2 separate regions of the Mus musculus genome follow, and region 1 is linked to region 2. Evidence: chromatin contacts called from public HiChIP or PLAC-seq data. All regions are on one chromosome and are shown on one strand. Each heading gives the region's core, a stretch centred on a gene start, on an enhancer-like site or on the middle of the called end of the contact. The rest is flanking DNA. Distances are from core to core; before and after follow the strand shown. Region 1 holds the start of Exo1 (exonuclease 1). Region 2 overlaps Kmo (kynurenine 3-monooxygenase (kynurenine 3-hydroxylase)).

The links. HiChIP or PLAC-seq counts read pairs in DNA pulled down with a chosen protein or histone mark.
Region 1: an H3K4me3 HiChIP or PLAC-seq map of bone marrow-derived macrophages shows a contact between it and region 2, with 4 times the contacts expected there. The contact joins the promoter of Exo1 here to the enhancer-like site in region 2. A contact is called at or near these places in 4 of 39 promoter capture datasets (3T3-L1-derived adipocytes, the C10 cell line, the HPC-7 cell line and 1 more), 1 of 15 datasets of contacts at CTCF or cohesin (CD8 T cells), 2 of 484 Hi-C or Micro-C datasets (B cells and cochlea), 7 of 115 datasets of contacts at active chromatin or transcription factors (bone marrow-derived macrophages, embryonic limb bud, embryonic stem cells and 3 more) and 3 of 9 other capture datasets (adipose tissue, liver and pancreatic islet).

What each region holds. Positions count from the first base shown.
Region 1 is chr1:175,878,709-175,882,227 of GRCm38.p6, reverse strand. Exo1 (exonuclease 1) reads right to left here and starts at 1,450. Exons shown (of 15, transcript NM_012012.4): 1 at 1,372-1,450; 2 at 1,028-1,096. Gm36360 (a long non-coding RNA gene) reads left to right here and starts at 1,473. Exons shown (of 3, transcript XR_373723.2): 1 at 1,473-1,556.
Region 2 is chr1:175,658,169-175,661,467 of GRCm38.p6, reverse strand. Kmo (kynurenine 3-monooxygenase (kynurenine 3-hydroxylase)) reads right to left here. Exons shown (of 15, transcript NM_133809.1): 13 at 3,046-3,147; 14 at 2,896-2,955; 15 at 615-1,825. The coding sequence ends at 1,646. Among named protein-coding and RNA genes, the nearest start is that of Kmo, 28 kb to the right of the region's middle. Within about 2 kb of position 1,272, at least 20 of the 459 cell types and tissues checked have an H3K27ac peak or open chromatin away from gene starts, as enhancers often do. A contact at or near this core is called in B cells, adipose tissue and bone marrow-derived macrophages, where this site is marked.

The sequences.
Region 1 (3,519 bases), core at 201-2,700, 220 kb before region 2:
CCCCCCCACCCCACCCCCGCCTTCCTACTCCAACTCCAGCAGCTGCTTGCCACTTCCCAATACAGTATTACCATCTAAGATCAGGTATTTGTATTAGGGAGTGTGTGCATGTAATGAGTGTGTGGGTACATCCATGCAGAGCCCAGAGCAAGGCATTGGGTGTCTTCCTCTATTGCTACCTGTCTATCACCTTGAGGCAGGGTGTTACGGAACCAACTAGGCCCAATGAGGTCTTGGGATCTGCCACCTCTGCCTCCCAATCTCTGCAGTTACCAGCAGGCTCAGGCACAGGGGGTTTTAATGGGGAGGGGGCTGGGGGGAGGATTCTAACTTAGGTCCTCATGGTTGCAAGAGCAAAGGCTATTACCCTCTGCAACTATTCTTTCTGTGTATGATGCATGCGTGATGGAGTTTGAATCGGAGGATGTGAAAGGCAGTCCACCTTGTTTGTTTGAGCTGCGTCCACCAGGCTAGTTAGGTCTTAGGCTGAGCTCTCTGGGATTTTCCACTCTTACCTTCCCCTCTCTCAGCAGTGAGGTCACAGGGACAGGCACCTGATTCAACAGACCTAAGATCATGTTCTTAAAGACTATGGGATAAGCCAGAGGTGCCCTGTTGACACCACAGGAAAGTGGCCATGCCCTTAGCTAGCAGCCCTGACACTTGAGAGATTCATTTACCTTTAAGGTCATGCCCATTAACTATGAATCCCTAAAGGGGGGCATGAACCCGTAATTTTAAACATCAGCCAATTTGGGTGCAGGTGGGTCTGTGTAAAACGAGTCCACTACGTTTAAAAGACAACGTCTCTAAAACATGATTTCGTGCATGCTGGGGGGGGGGGGGGTTGGGGTGGGGGAGGGACATAATTACATTTCGTGAAATTTCCTTAAGTTTCTTTCTTCTAGGCCAACTAAATCTCGAATAAATATTTCCTCTTTAGTATAGAAGTGACTGAGTGCCATGTGGCGCATCAACACCAGAAGGTCGCCGGTGGTACCCGAGGTAACAGCAGCAGCGGCTTCACCTTAGTCCCGTCTCCCGAACGAACAGGCATAGCACACAAGTCCATTCCAGGCGCCGTGGCTCCTCAAACCTGCACAGGAGAGAGCATATACAAAGGGAATTCATCGCTAGGTACGAGTGTTGGTAAGGACACACGTCAGCCCGCCTCTGCGGAAAGCGGGAGACCCGGAGGCCGAGGCAGTCGCCTGCAGGCGCTCCACGCTCCCGCTCACTTCCCGGAGATCCGGGTTTCGCGCCGAGGGGCAGAAGGCACGTGGATCAGAGTCATGGGGACCCCACTTTCCTCCACACGGCCCGCTGCTCCAGTGACCGCCCGGCCGCCCGCATAGGGGCTCGCTCGCTCACCTGGGGTTCAGAACGGCGGCGAGCGGCTGCTGCAAGCGCAGCCATGGACCTTTCGATTTGCGCGGGATCGGGAAGCCCCGCCCAGCGGACATGACGTCCCTGGGCGTCCTGAGCCGCAGCCTCCACCTCCCGCTTTCTATGACCCGACTTTCCTCTTAGCCGAGTCCTGAGCCCTTCCTTGCAAGGTAGGAAGTCCGCCGCCAATGGCCAATGCCATCTCGAACTCGGCGACGCTAGAAGCGAAAAGTCGGCTTGTTTGTGAGAGAAGTGGGGTGGTGGTAAGGGAGGGGGCAAGAGAAACTCTAGGCCCGGAAGTTGCGCTCTCGCCGGTGCTGCTGGGAGTTGTAGTTCTCCCTTGACCAAGCCACTGGATCCAGGTACATGCGTGCTAAAGAACTCCCAACTTGGAGTCAAACATATTTTGTTATTTTAAACCCGGAAAAGGAGCCCAGTTCATAGTTGCTTAATTCCAGGCCAACACCACAGTCTTTCGTCTCCGAAACATCCTCACCTCTATGCAAATTGAAGTTTTGTACAAAGCTTTCATGTTGCTATAGTTTGATTATAGTCTGCGCTTACCCACTTTATTCATTATATGGCTTTATCCCTGATACGAGTTGGGAAAATGTTATCCTTATAACTAAGAAACAAAATGGCCCAATGGTTCAAGTTATTAAACCCTGTATATTGTTGGTTGTATTGGGTCACATTTCCTAGTGTTATCAAGGAAAGAAAACCCCTCTAGTTTCTCTTCTTAATGGACTTTTAAAAACTTACTAATTTTAGAAGTCACACAGCCGGACTGTACATAATTTAGTCTCTTACTGTCTTTGCCCCAGCAGACTCCTCTGACTGAAGCTATCTAAGTGTGAAATTGAAAGACTCCGAGAGGAGCCCCTCGCTCAGGCCTCAGGACAATAGCGGACACCCAAGAACTCATGAGAGACCAAGCTTGATGCAAACCACATGAGGCTTTATTCGGGGAAAGCTAGAGCTCTGGGGACGACTCACATCCCACGCAGGAGTAGAGGAGTCGACCCTGAGGGGAAAGGGGTCTCAGTTTTTATAGGCCCTGGGGGGAAGGAGAAGGGGGGAGTAGGGGATTTCCAGATCTAAACAATGTCTATTCTCAAGAAATGGGTATGGGAGGGGTACAAGGAAAGAGTCTGGTGCAGGTGTAGCAACTCCGGATTGGCTGGGCTGTGGTTGCTGGGGAGATTTTCTGACTCTCCCAGCAACCAATATCACAAACACCTGGCAGTGAGGTGCAGCAGTGGGCACACACATGGGTTCAAGGAATGGTCAAAACATTGGCAGACACACAGGTTCAAGGAGTGGCCAGAGCATTGTGCACCTCTATTTTTTCTAAATCAGTGAAGCTAGTTCTGCTAACAGTGACATCAATCTTGCCAATTTCAGGGCTTCTGTGACCTTTTACATTCTGTCAGGATCTTTTAAAATAAGAATCTTCCCTGCCCATGTCTGTAAAAAAAAAAGCTTTTCTCTCTCTTGCCCTCCATGTAAAGATACCATGTGTGATCCTCTCTGCTCTCTGGGTTCACCTTTAATATCCTAACAATTCAGTGACAAATTAGTTATTCTCCAGGAAAGGAACTCAAAAGATGCACGATGGTATTATCTGTTGTGTTACCTTTCTTTAAACTTACAGAACCCCAAACATCCATTAATATATAAGTACTAATTAACACAGAGTACCTGGTGCACTGGTAAGGCGGACTACTACCCCAGTGATATGTTCCCCCAGCAAATCCCTAGATCATATTCGTGACTGCAGCCCCAAGGAGGCTGGGCTTTGTTGGGGAGCTACACCATCATTGGTTTTCAAGTAAATCTTTTTCTTTGCCCAAACAAATTGACTTTAAGTCATTAGACTTTCTGAAAGAATGTGGATTTACAGTTATAGAAAATGCCCAGATCTGGCTAATGTCCTCTTTTCTTTGTTATATTGTGGTAAAACACACACACACACAATATATCTTTCTATCTATCTGAATGAAAAATTTTAAATGTATATTTAAAATATGCATATTTTATAGCTCATAGAAGCAGAAGGATAATCATTTAATATATTAAGAAGCCTGCATGTGCCAGGCAATGGTGGCTCATGCCTTTAATCTCAGCACTTGG
Region 2 (3,299 bases), core at 23-2,522:
TCCAGAAATTATGGCCTCTAAAGACTTTTAATTCTCTTGCAGAGGCAAGTCTATGTGGTTATGTGCCCAGGGGTGCAGGAGCCCAAGGAAGCCGGAGGGGTTGGATCTCCTGAGCTAAGTTCTGGGCAATTGTGAGCTGCCTGAAATGGGTGCTGGGAGCTGAACTAGGAGCCTCTTCAAGAGCAGCACACATACTTAACAACTGAGTCATCTCTCAGCTCATTTTCTGACCATCTGCCATATGCATATGAAATATACATACATGCTCCTAAACTTCAGTTTGCTTTCCTTTGACAATCTGCCTGTTATATTAGCCATTGCCAATGAAATATAAATAAAATGATAAATACAATGATATATAAATAATATATGATATATATATATAAAAAATATAAATACAATGATAAATAAAAGGGGGCTTGGGGAAATGGCTCAGTGGTTAAGACCACTGACTGCTCTTCCAGAGGTCCTAAGTTCAATTCCCAGCAACCACATGATGGCTCACAACCATCAGCAATGGGATTTTATGGCCTCTTCTGGTGTGTCTGAAGACAGCTACAGTGTACTCATATAAATAAAATAAAATAAATCTTTAAACAAAACAAAGAGATAACTAAAAGGAACAATGTTTCTGTTTATTTTTGCAGTGCTGGTGAATCTAACCCAGGGTCCTATGCAGGTTACATAAGCGCTCTCCCACAGTGCTACATCCCTTACCAGGAAAACAATGATTTTTCTTTCCCTACACATCAAATATAGATTGTTAAGACCCAAGGATGTCTTTGACATTATGGGAAATGCCAATTTGTTTTATCTTTATTTCCTCGGGTTTTGATTTTCTAGTTAACTATTATGGTAGCTCTCAAAATTGACAATGAAAAGAACTTCTAAGGGTCCCAGTCAGCCAGCTTGGAGAAGACAGAAGCGGAGAGGGTATCTGTGCACTGCACTCTGATGATGAAGTTAACTTCTGCGTCTGTCCGTGGGACAGTCAAGGAACCACTTCTGTACGTCTGAAGTGGACTAAACTGTGTCTCCATGCTTCTGGAAAACACCCTCCTATCTCCTCTCCTCCCTGCTATAAATTTATTACTACTAACAACCCTTTCTCATCCTTCACTTAGAATGCCATTGATAGCTCTTTCCTTCTTTTTAAAAACATAATAATTCTGAGATCTGGAGACTGGGAAATAAAACAGATATATCCTGGAACTCTTCAGAACACCTTGTCTCTCATTCTCAGCTCTACCATAGCAAGTGGCTATGAGCCTGCAAGCCCCATCTACTGCATTAAGAGGAAGTAGCACTAGGCAAGCAGTGTTGTTGATCCTATATTGTCCTCTACAGGAAAAAACATGGGTTCTTTTGAGAAGTGAAAGAGATGTTGGTTATTGCATTTTTAAATTGGAAGAGGCCCAGCCCAAGCACGCAAACCGATGAGACCCTGTCAAGACAGATTCTTCCCTCGCTCAGCTGACAAATACACAAACTCCTCACCACGCTTAATTCTAGGCTGACAATTAGTTTCCAGCAGTGAACTGAATATGGCAATGGAGACATGCTTTTCACCCTTGAGATGGAAGAGGAATCAAACATTTGCTACCCAGAACTTTGACACTATGGTTGGTGAACGGGGGAATTTGTCCTAGTAACTCCATGGAACTTGCAGAGAAATGTCTGTACTCCTAGTCCAGTAGCCAGTGGTTCCCATCCAGGCAGGTCTTCTCAAGAACTCCAGAGGTCTCAGGGACAGATGGTGCACAAGTAGGTAGGTGCCTCCAATGGCTATCAGGGACCCAAGGACAAAGAGTCCTCTGTTTATCACCTGCAAGCACAGCAAAAATCCAAAACTTTCTCTCACCTAACTTGAGGCTCACTGTTATGGCTAGCAAGCCCCTGGAGTTGGCCCCACCCCCACCCTAGAACAGGCAGATATGTGCTATGTCCAGCTTTTAAGTGGGTGTTGGGGGTGTCTCATAATCGTGCAGGAAGTACCTTACCCACTGAGCAAGCAACCTTCTCAGCCCTTTCGTATTTGTTTTTATAGAGGTAGAACTTACAGATAGACTTGATTCTTTCCAAACCATTCCCTACACAGTGAAGGGCTCGAGGTAAAATCCTAGCCTGGGTGTTTAAGCCTTCTTAGGTCTCTCAGATTTCTTTAAGCACATCTTATTCCCACTTCAGCAGGATGATGAAGGTCCTACTTGCCTCTCCAGGCCATTTCTACACCCTGGGCCTCCTGGCTCATGTTTCTTCAGTCCTCATTCTCTAGCCACTCACATATTCTCCTTGCAGTGGCTCACGGAGCATCCCCCACCATATTTGTTCACCTTTTCTATTAGCCCCTGAGCTACACGTAGGGTAAGGGACAGCATCTTGTTCATCAAAGTATCTGGTGCAGTATACCTGCATCCAATAAAACTATCAATAGATAAAATTCCCCAAAGCACTCAGGAATTGGAACTGCTTTCAGTAGCACCTCTGGCTCAATGGCTCAAAATGCATGCATTGCTGTGTTCTACACTACATTCTAGTAGGCAGTGTTTTATAAATGATACAGTTGGGTCTAATTTTACAAGTTAAGCCCACAAAGATGCCACATAATGCAAAAGTTTAAGAACGGATCTCGTAGATAACACAAAGTAAAAAGCTGAGAAATATCAGCCCCAGTTTCCTCTTCAGTTTCTCTTTGCTTCCCTGCCGTGCACCCCCCACCGCACCCCCATCACAGAGAGTGTGTGCTCTATACTCTGTAGGCTCAAGACAGGTTTTATCTGGAAGATAAGCATGTCTCTGTCCTGTCATGTCCATATTTCCCTGACATAGTGTGACCATGAAACTGTATGACATTTCAAGAGATCGTGTTTTTCAATAGTTTTTTTTTTTTCCAACCTTTTTTTGCCAATGCCAACGCAGCACTGCCTCGTGGTATCTTATTCTGGTGAAGGCGACCTGCAGGGAGATTTAAAAAGCATCCGGTGTGTTCTTCAATAGCTAAACAGAGGTCCTCTAGTGAGGGGAAGTCTTTAATCCAGGACTTACCATGGTATAGAGAGGGATAAAGGTAGAGGGCATGATCGCGTGAAGAAATTTATCCAGGAGCTTTTGGAACAGGAACCACCTAGAGTTGACATGCGCTCGCATCTGTAATGACATGAGTCTTAAAAAGACTATCTGGAATGAAGCACCTCTATTTCCTTATAACTACATATTACTGCTCTTCATTCACAGTTGTCACAATCACAGATGCTAACAAAAGAGTCAAATAAAATCTCATTTTCCAAATAATTATTTCC